Regions from separate parts of the Aedes albopictus genome. Here region 2 is linked to region 1. The links are chromatin contacts, called in public Hi-C maps. All regions are on one chromosome and are shown on one strand. Each heading gives the region's core, a stretch centred on a gene start, on an enhancer-like site or on the middle of the called end of the contact. The rest is flanking DNA. Distances are from core to core; before and after follow the strand shown. Region 1 holds the start of LOC115257483 (sericin-2-like). Region 2 holds the start of LOC109403404 (phenoloxidase-activating factor 2).

Region 1 (5,340 bases), core at 1,860-4,359:
AGTCACTACGACCTTGTAGAAAGTCAGCTATAAATAGGACTCTGACTATATCGCGTCTTATATGCAAGGGTTGTTCCTTTTGGCACTATAGGATGAACTCCATACTTTGAAGCAGTATTAAGGATATGAAGCATCGTCGGTTGAAACCAGTTTCAATGCCTTCATATGATAAAGAGGATGTTATCTGCAAAAGCTTTTCGATCAGCTTGAATTATATAAAAACATCAAAGTAAATAACGTCTGCATAGAGGTCATATGATATGACGAACGTTAATCAAGAAGCTGGGTAAATCAATAACTGACTCGCAATTTAACATTGGTCCTTCAACACTTGACAAAAGTAAGACAGTAGAAAAAATCCCGGGAAATTCGAGAAACCCGAGAAACAAAAATTTGATTCCCGGGATTCGGGAATCCCGGGAAATTTCATTTCCCGGGAAATTCATCCCGGGATTGGAAGCCCTAATCCGCATATTCGCTTCATTTCAATCATTTTCACTCAACAGTGCAATGAGCGCATCACACTCGTTTGGCATTGTTATTATTATTGCCAGGCTTGACAGAAACTCCCTCGCGAGAAAATGAAGAAGTGATTTCGGCGATTTTCTGAGGAGAAAAATAAAACTCAGAAATCACAACCCAAATCCTCAACAGCAGCGAGCGCGAGCTTGTCGCGCAGCGAGGAATTCGTCCAACACTCATAATCGGTTGTTGTGTTTCTCATGCCGACTCACACTCAAGAAGCTCTCGCGAGTTCCACTCCTATACAAAAAACGACTCGAGGCAAAAAAACGCACTCCTCTATCCGAAATCATCATCGGCTCTTTTTTCGTTCCCCTCTTCCTCGCATAGTTTTTTTGCCTCTCTGTTTGGGGTTTGTTCGCTCCCTCGCCTCGAGCTCGCGACGAGGCAGAAATAAAACACCGCTGTAGAGCATGCTGCAAAACTCTTTTGATTTTGAGGAGAATTATCAAGCCTAATTATTGCTCTTCGTTCGTTTGAGTGAATGCTAGAGTGCTATCCATGTGACTGTTTTTACAATCCGCACAGAATGTTTGCACAAAATATATGTATATACATATATATAAACATATTAAAGACTCTTCGATGAAGAGTGACGCAAAATCGGAATTAAGAAACCTGCATGTAGCTATGTACCTAATGTATTTCTTACTAGGGCAGTTAAATTTGCAAGAAGCAAATGGCATTTTGCATCCCTGGTTGTGTGTAATTTTCCAAAGAGTTCGTTTGATATTTATTACCTCAACATGATTGAGACAATTCAGAAAAAAAAAATCCGCGTGAATTTTCCCAGTGGCCATGAATATTTGGTGCCCTGCTCGTAAATCTTCCAAGGAACCCCTGTGGCCCTTTAAACTTGATAAATCTTTAAATTTCGTAGTTTTTGAAAATCTACAACAATTTAGACGTAATCCAACGTCATACATCGTGTAAAATATACGAATTTTCATACTTTATCAATTAAGGCGCTACTTAAAATCATATGTACATTGGAAATTCATTAAACAACTCACCTTAATATCCATCGTCGCGTGTTTATCGATATCCTTGGCCAAATCCAATTAAAACAGCAATCTACTGGTAATCCATAAAAGTATTCCTATGTTATCACTGCATTTACACCCTCTTGCGGGGAAGCAATCAAAGGATCACTTAACTTCTTGTATAGGTAAATTGCGATCTTTATTCACTTATCTGCTTCTTGTACGTCGGCTCAAATTGCAACTTTTGATACGGTTTCTTCTTTTTTCGTGCAATTAATCGACGTATCCGTTTTTCACTTCACTTGCTTTCTTTTCCCTTTACTTCATAGAGAATACATATTAATGGAAAGTTCCGTATGTTACATTTTTTTACCTGGCGCGATTGTTTAACTATATTTTAATTAATAACCATACAATCACGACTGAAACAGATTCAAAGAGAGAAACACACACTCTAGTAAGATCCAAAAGCAAAAGCCATACGGAAGAAACAAACACCAACACACACTAGAATATGGAACCGCACTGTCAAAAGTTTACAGCACACCCACCCACCTTCTGTGAAATCTAACTTTATGCTGATGGACTGCTTAGATGGTGCACTCAGACGGCATCCAATATACAATGAGCGACATGTGCGTGCACTTTTTTTGCTGTTATTCTCATTCGTTTAATTGCTGAACAATCAGGTGACGCAAGTTCTCTGCTCTCACTACAGTAACATCAATTGCGGTTGGAGTTCAACTGGCTGTCAGTAAATAAGGGAGCACTGCATGAATCCTATTTGACTACACACTTTAACTTGACGATACAGGAATCCTCTCAAGTTGCGCTGCTGGCGAACGACGTTTTCGATCTAGTTTTAACAAATTATGTTTACCAATGACGCCATAAATTACGTCGCGAAAAACTATCTATTTGCAACTCTTCTCTCAATGTAACACTTCAATTTGCGGAATGCTTAATTTATGACCACCACATGCGTATGTTTTCCTGTATGATTAGTGTCAATATACCACAGTTTCAGTTTACTGACAACTAAACCAGTAGCCTTTCGCACTATGCGGAGAAAACCTGTACGCCAAGTTAAAAATTGCCTTTCGCTCTATCTCAGGGGTTCATTCATTTCTTTTCACGCCACCCCGCACAACATAAATACGCACAGCGCACCCGATCCGGCACTGATGAGGCTCCACAAGCTTAGCAAACTTCTTCTTTTTCTTCCCGCTGCCCCCAGAAAACACCCCTCTTGGCAATCACTCATTCCCACAACACTAGGCACCGATGCTCGCCAATGTTGGCGGATGATCCAAGTTTTCACCTCCCCCTTTGGATGGCGAGCGATGTTTTTCTCGTCGTCGCCGTCTTCACTTCACTCACCACCAACCACCCATCCGTCGCCACCGACGACGACGACGGCGACCGACGAAACGAAAGAGGAACACGCACCAGACAGAGAGGGAACTAATGCAAGCGGTTTTTTAATGCTATTTCACCCTTCCGCGCGCGTTCTAATGCACAACACTGAAGAAAAAATACGATTTACGCGATACCGAAACGATACGTCTTCACTGCACGACGGTCTCTCATAGACTGAATTGTGAATGTAGCGGAATGAGCGTAGCTGCTTGCTTGCCGTTGAACACAACTACAAATGAGGAAAAAGGAGCTTTGAGAGAGCGCCGTCGTCGTTGTCGTCAGCTAGCACAAGCTATCGAAAGCTTTCTTGTTGACACATTCGCCGCAACTTCAGCAGCATACATAAAGTCCATGGATGGACTTTGTAGGTAGCATCACTGTTTATGGTCATTGTAATGATAATGTGGGTACATTAGGAATGCTTTTGTAGAACGCTATGCAAAGATCTTTACCCTCGAACGATCGCGCTGTTGTATTTTGTATTTAGGAACAACACATTAAAAATCTCGCTTTTTGTACTCAGCATTTTTTAAAAAACCTAAATCCTAAATATAATGTGGATTCTATCTATCTGGTTTTTGTTCTGTACGCTATTTAATGCATTTGTTATTTTTTTTGCGTGACACCATAATCCTTAAAAAATACAGTTCAGGTTCTATACGAAACTGATTTAACACTGCTTATACCAACAGGATTTTTATAACGTAAAGTACCGACAGGACAAAAAAGTGGAACTATGTAAATTTGCATTGACGTATCTCTGGAGTTATTGAATCAACTTTCAGTATACACTATATTATAGGTATGTACGTGTAGTGAAATCCGATTGGAATTTCATGCAACTTCCGCTGGTAATAAGGCGAATTCATTAGTTCCACATATTTAACTTCTTTCGATTCCATTTTACTCCTGGTGATTGGTTGTACCATGTGTCTTTGTAGCAAGCACTTTGGAAATCTAGACAAGATAGCAACATCCTATCTTCGGCAAAATTATTCAGAACACGAAGCACTTCCTGGTTGTAGGATCCTAGCAATATATGCTTAAGGTGAATCGGGACGCTGTGTTATTTTTCCTATCTTCCCTCTCTTTCTAACAATTTGCCTCGCGATTTTGAAGATGGTAATCTCGATTTCTATCGCACAGATGAGGCTGAAAAACAATCAGCATATGCACTGCAAGTGAGCATACACAATGATAGATTTTTGTTCCATTATATGAAGTAGAATCTGAGATTACCATCTTAGAAGAAACAGAGCAACGGCGGATATTTCCTCGACCGTCCCGTCCGCCCTTAATATAATTTGACATTGATATTGAATAAACTATTGTTGTTATACCTTAAGCCGAGTAGATGGTTTTCTTTCTCAGTCCCTACACTGGTGATGTGTATATTTCATAATTCCGAATTAGAGGTTCCATTTCCCGACCAATTCGCTTGTCCCGGGATTCGGGATAAAATTTGTTGCTTGTCCCGGGAAATCCCGGGATCCCGGGAAATTATTCAATGTTCTTAGGAACGCAACTTTATGATTAGGAATATGTTTTATTCGTCAATAAAATAGTTTAAATGAAATAACCGGTCTTATCAATTTGAGTTCGTCCTCTGAAAATACGACTTGTCGGGGCCTGTGGCGCTGTGGCTACACGTTTGCTTCATAAGCGGATGGTCATGGGTTCGATCCCAGCCCCGGCACTTCGTCAGTTGCTCTTTCCCCCTAAGAGCAGCTGGCACCTGACCCTCTTCTGAGCTCTTATAGCTCAAACGGACCTGGATAATTGGATATCGGCAAACGGCAACCCATAATGGACGACTCCTAATCGGACTGGAAAAGGAGCAACAGCCACACATCATTTCATCATCGTGTGCTCATCATTCTACCAAGGACAGGGTAGAAAAGTGAAAGAGCACAAAGGCAAAACCAGTTCGATATAGTAGAATAAGAATATAATAGAATACATTTAGGCGCTGCAGAAAGTGTAAGTACAGCCGCCAATTGGAATCGCTAACGTAGTGCCCTAGTGGAAAAAAGAGCTGCAAAATAGGTTAAGTGGTTAAGAATAAAAAAATACGACTTCAAGAAGCAAATGCTGTCAATGGTTTAATCGGACTGTGAGGTTCGCTTTTTAGGACACATATTTCCGGAGTTTAAAAAATGCGCTCGCTATCGGTTGACATCGGATTAATTGATTTTAAGCGGCTGAAAATGATTTTTAGATTCGGGCTCAACTACTGTAACATACCATGTAGCTCAAGAAGTGACAGTTCTTTCGCAATTATTTTTGAACCATCAACCAATGCGGAACCAGTCGGGGACGGGTTGACATATTCCTCTATAGCCGATTCCAATTTTTCACGCATGCTCGATGGTGTCATGCATACAGGACAATCCAGCATTCATCTCGGCTCTTAATC
Region 2 (5,340 bases), core at 1,131-3,630, 160 kb before region 1:
AAAAATTCCGATATCATGCCATTTTCCGTTGGCAATTGCCGCGCCTTTTTGCTTGCTTAGTGTCTCTTTTGTCCGATAATTATCTTTCTGATTAAGAGAGATTTCTGAACAAAAAATCTTGATGTAATACTAGCAAATTTACAAGAAAGAACCAGGACTTTATGGCGCATTTTTTCGGGGCATAACGTCCAAACATGCAGATATGTCACGAAGTCCAAGGAAAGAAGGCACATAGGATATTGTGACGCATCCAAACTTTTGGATGTTATTTCGCAAAAAAAAATGCGACTTAGCGACCGGGACAGTATGGCCTCGGACGTTGTGATCCGGCCCCGAAAGAACCCTTGGAGGAATTCTTGAGAGAATCCTTAGAGAAATTTCTGATGGATTCATTGGAGGAGCTTTTAAGATTTCCTCAAACAAATCTTTGATGGATTCTCTGGAGAAATTTTGAAGAGGAAAACTTATATTGAATTCCTTAGAAAAATGTTTATGCTAGTATAGTTTTTTTTAACAAATCCATTGGGCATTGCTTTGTAAATCATTGGAGATAAGTATTCTTCGAATAAATTCAAGAGAAATTCCTAAAAATTCACGGAGGTATTGCTGAAGTAGTTCTTAGAAAATTACTCGGAAGTATGCTTAGAGGAGTTTCTGAATGTTTATCTGCAGAAGTTTCTGCAGATCTCATCGGAAAATTTTCTGCTAGAATCGTTAGAGGAATTCCTAAACGAGTTATTGAAGGAATTGCCGAGGGAATCTTTAGAGCCTTTCCTGTAGGCTTTCTGACGAAATCCTTGGAGAAATTACTGAAGACATCTTCAACCCCAATTTCTGGAGTAACTCTGGTTAGTAATATTCATCGCAGATCTAAAATTTTTTTCAAAAAAAAAAAAAGCAGTGAAAGCCAATTTTCATACAAAATAGTCCACTTTAACTGTCTGTTTCTTTGTTCTTCTATGACCAATTGCGCCAAAAAATTGACAGAGAACAAATATGGTAATTTGTGTTATATTGGGTTGCTCATTAATGTTTAGACTATTGTGATAATTTGAAAATCCAACGAATCATCATTCCCCAGCGACAATTCAAACTTTGTTTACCTATTGCACATCCGACACCCCTGTCATGAACACAAGCGGACATGTGTACCTTAGCCGCTGTGAAGTCGTGTGAGAAATTCGACTGCGATAATAATGAATTCGGAATGTCGCAATAGCAAAAATTAGATTTTTTCTGAGCACCTGCCCAATTTTTATATACTCTTTGACAGTGTTCTAAATAATAGCAGAATTTGTTTATTTTTTGCCATAAACTATTTTTATTTTTTTTTTCTTCATTCTAATTTGTAACCTCGACGGATGTTGTCCGAAAAGGTACGAATTTTTATTTTATTATTCATGGTGGAGCAGAAATTCAATTTGTTCACACTTCTATTATTTTGAACAATTACACAACTTTTTTACGAGTGCTTCGAAAAAATCTAAATTTAGCAATTTCAAAATTGACCATATATGTAGTTCACAGTCAAATTTTCAACTCAATCGATCAATGGAGAACAAATTTAAAGCATGTCAAATTTTCAAGGAAATCAGATACCTTCCGGGCCCAGTCGGATTGCTAGTTTAAAAAATCCCTTAAACTCAAAAGCTTCAATCATTTCGGAATGTCCAAGAATTATGACCCATACGGTAATTTGATCGATAGTAACGATCGATCATCAAGCACGAAAAAGAAAGAAGATTGAAGAAGAACAGCGAATCATCAACACAAAATACACCATTCGTGATCGCGATCTCGGTTGGCTGGCACCAATACTAACTGCAGGCATTCGAATGGTCGGGTCATAGCAACATAATGCCAAAGAAACCAACAAAAACTTCCCAACTACGGATCCGTTTCGAATTTATCGCCGATAACAAATTGCAATCGACGATAGATAGCCTATGACAAGCATAGTAATTTAAATTATGCAATGTTAATTGAACTGAACTGGACAGAGAGCTTCACACGTTACCTTGCTAATAAATGAGTAAACTTTGTTAAGTGAATATTCAGAATTTTAATATTATACCGACCTACCTACATGCTATTCTGTTTGGATCCGGGGTTCCCGGTATTATCCGAAACCAGTTTTCTCCAGCTGATTTGTCATTTATCATCTCACTGACTGGATGTGCGTTCCTGTTTTCTGATTGGCTGACCTTGTGGGGTGCTTCCAAGAATAGTGATGAAATTATAAAACCAACTGAATTATTATTTTTCAAATATAAAAATAAATAAAATCATGCATCAAGTATACCATACCCAAGCGGTATGTTACCTCGTTCTTGGACGAACCCCGTCAGAGCCGACAGCACTCAGCGATCGTATATTTCGGCTTAGGTTTTCGTCTCTCGCATCAGTATGCTATTGACTTTGTAAGAGTGTGGTTTGTAGATTGCTTGATCTTCCGATCGATCTGGTAGTGAGTTAAATTTGTTGATGTTTGTTTTTACGTTCTGGGATTAGGAGTTTCACCAGTTGTTTGTTTTGGCTCAACGGGGATTTTTTTAGTTTTGATTAAGCCGGTTCGTTGAAAGATTCTTTCTTTATACTCTTTTTTTTGTCAACTGCACCTGTGTTAGTGGTTTTAATTTAAATTAAGCTGTTTTTATTCATCTCTAACGGAATTATTGAAGGTCATACTCTTGAACATGATTAAGTAACCCATTTCGATTGCGGCTCATCTAGCAACAAAAGAGCACTGCAAAGCAAAGTTTTCCGCTCCAACAGAAACGTTTAACGCGTTGAACCGTTGAAGGACGCATGTCTGAGGATTTCCTTTCGTCTTGCAGAGCTTCAATGAAGGTGGCATTGGTAGTGGCTGCAATGGCCGTTGCAGTTGCAACGGCTCAGCAGTCGATCGACAAGGTATACTTTCCTGAAAATGAAACATCGATTCTGGACTTTGCCAACCGTGCAAGTTTCGACGAAGTGGTCACACCAGATCCACTAGGGGTAAGTTGCTATCCGGTCACCCCAGCGGTACCGGTTCTGAAGGACTTTTGTCAGTCGGGTTTATTCTATCATTTTATTTTTTTATATTCTCCGCCGGCAAAACAGCCAAATTCGCCAACCCTCTCTCCGATGACATTAATCACAGCTCAAGGAGAAAAATGTACCTGCGTGCCATATTTCATGTGCAAGCCCGAAGCCGAATTCGCGGATCAAAACAAGTTCAACGAGATTGACGTCAAGTGAGTATAGTGTTATAAAAAATGATTTCCTCCCTACAGGAAAAACGATGATGGAGAACAGCGAATACATCCTCCTTTTGCTCTACAGCATATTTTTTTACGAGATGTATTCTGGATTCCTTTGAATCTTTAAGCGATCTAACATGCATATAATAAAGCCGGCTATGTTTGCACGTTTATTCAAAGCATGTTGATTCAATTTCAATTCAAAGCGATTAATTTGGATGTTCAGAAGTTATTACGAGCTGCTTCGCCAGTTCTTTTTCGCATTACTTTGATGATCGGCAAATAATAAGGGTGAAGATTTTCTTCGTCATATGCGCTAATTCCCGTAACATCAAATGGAAAATAGTTAATCATTTCAGATATTCCAACTTCACTTTTCCAATCTAGTTTCATCTAAAGAGGATGGAAGCGAAGAGATGTGTGTCTCTGTATCACCAGAAATCGAATAATTACACTTCTCGTTTCAATTTCACTCCACTTTCGAATTGAATTTTTTTTCTCGTTTTGCGTACGACGAAGAAAACCGCACCAAAGCAGCAGCTAGCCGAGATTTTCTTTATCATCGTTTAATTTTCACATCGCCAATTAAAAACCGCTCCATAAAGAATGAACATATGTTTCATAAAAATGTGCAAAGTAACCCATAAATAATTGAAAACGTTCCTTATTTTATAAAAAATGTACACGTAAAAAATAAAATTGTCTTATTCAAAGTAAAATTAATACCCAAACCAATTAATAATACTGCTCCATAATAAAATTTAAATACTACATAGAAAAATGCAAATGCTCCATAAAAAATTCAAATGGTACCCATAGAAAATTGAATATTGCTCCATAGAATAATTAAATTGCACCATAAAAAATTGAAATTGTACCATAGAAAATAGATGAATGCTTCATAAATATTATCAAACTGCACCATATGAAATATGAATTGCACCATGAAAAATTGAAAATTCTCCATAGATAGCATATTGTCATAATTCAATTCGACAGGGCTGAATTTCTTTACATTGTAATACTTTAGTGGTGCAAATGTTTAAAGTTATTGAGAATTTTCATTTTTTATGGAACAAATTATATTTTATGTGGTGCAGTTTGATAATACTTATGGAGCATTTATCTATTTTCTATGGTGCAATTTGATTTTTCTATGGGACAATATTCAATTTTCTATGGGTAACATTTTTTTTTTTCCTGGAGCATTTTCCTTTTTCTATGGAGCAGTCAGCAGTAGTATTTTATTATGAAACATTTTTGCATTATTTATTGGTACAAAATTGCGCTTTTAACGAGAAAATTTTATGTATTGCCAGTACATTTTCTATAAAGTATGGAATATTTTCAGTTACAGGGCCCATATAGCCGAGGCGGTAAACGCACGGGTATTCAGCATGACCATGCTGAGGGTGACGGGTTCGATTCCCGGTCGGTCCAGGATCTTTTCGTAAAGGAAATTTCCTTGACTTCCTTGGGCATAGAGTATATTCGTGCCTGCCACACGATATACACATGCAAAATGGCCATTGGCAGAGGAAGCTCTCAGTTAATAACTGTGGAAGTGCTCATAGAACACTAAGCGGAGAAGCAGGCTTTGTCCCAGTGAGGACGTTACGCCAAGAAGAGAGAGAGAGAGTTTTCAGTTATTTTAATTCAAGTTTTAATCACACATTAAAGAACGCTTTTTGATTTTCTATGGAGCATTTGCAATTCGTTATGATTGCAATGACCTTTTGCCCTTACCGAACTGCAGTCACACCCGCAAAAGCTCTATGGCCCTTCAAAGTTGCATTTCACTATTGAATAATGCAGCAAAAACTATTCTAATAATAAAATAAATTAATATGTCCCGTAGATTAAATGTAAACAGACTAGTTGTCGTCCAAGCGAAATTGCAAGCAATTGCGCGCGTGGATCTCTCACAACTACTGTGAGAGATTTATCATTGCATTGTGGTGGCATACTATGTAATTTCAAAGATTCTCGTTTTCGGTGTTTTTCCGGTTGACTTTCCCAATTATTTTTTTTTTCGTACGATCACGTTGGAGCCATACACGAATGAAACGCTGAAAGAACGGTGTAGATCCGATGG

Evidence for each region. A called contact is a pair of places that touch in the nucleus more often than the background predicts.
Region 2: a contact with region 1 is called in a Hi-C map of whole body, with 5 times the contacts expected there. The contact joins the promoter of LOC109403404 here to the promoter of LOC115257483 in region 1. A contact is called at or near these places in 2 of 3 Hi-C or Micro-C datasets (whole body and whole pupa).

What each region holds. Positions count from the first base shown.
Region 1 is chr3:268,541,436-268,546,775 of AalbF5, reverse strand. It overlaps LOC115257483 (sericin-2-like), which reads right to left and starts at 3,109. Exons shown (of 3, transcript XM_062860726.1): 1 at 2,886-3,109; 2 at 1,536-1,826. The coding sequence starts at 1,547.
Region 2 is chr3:268,696,071-268,701,410 of AalbF5, reverse strand. It overlaps LOC109403404 (phenoloxidase-activating factor 2), which reads left to right and starts at 2,380. Exons shown (of 5, transcript XM_019676229.3): 1 at 2,380-2,467; 2 at 2,838-3,000; 3 at 3,106-3,239. The coding sequence starts at 2,845.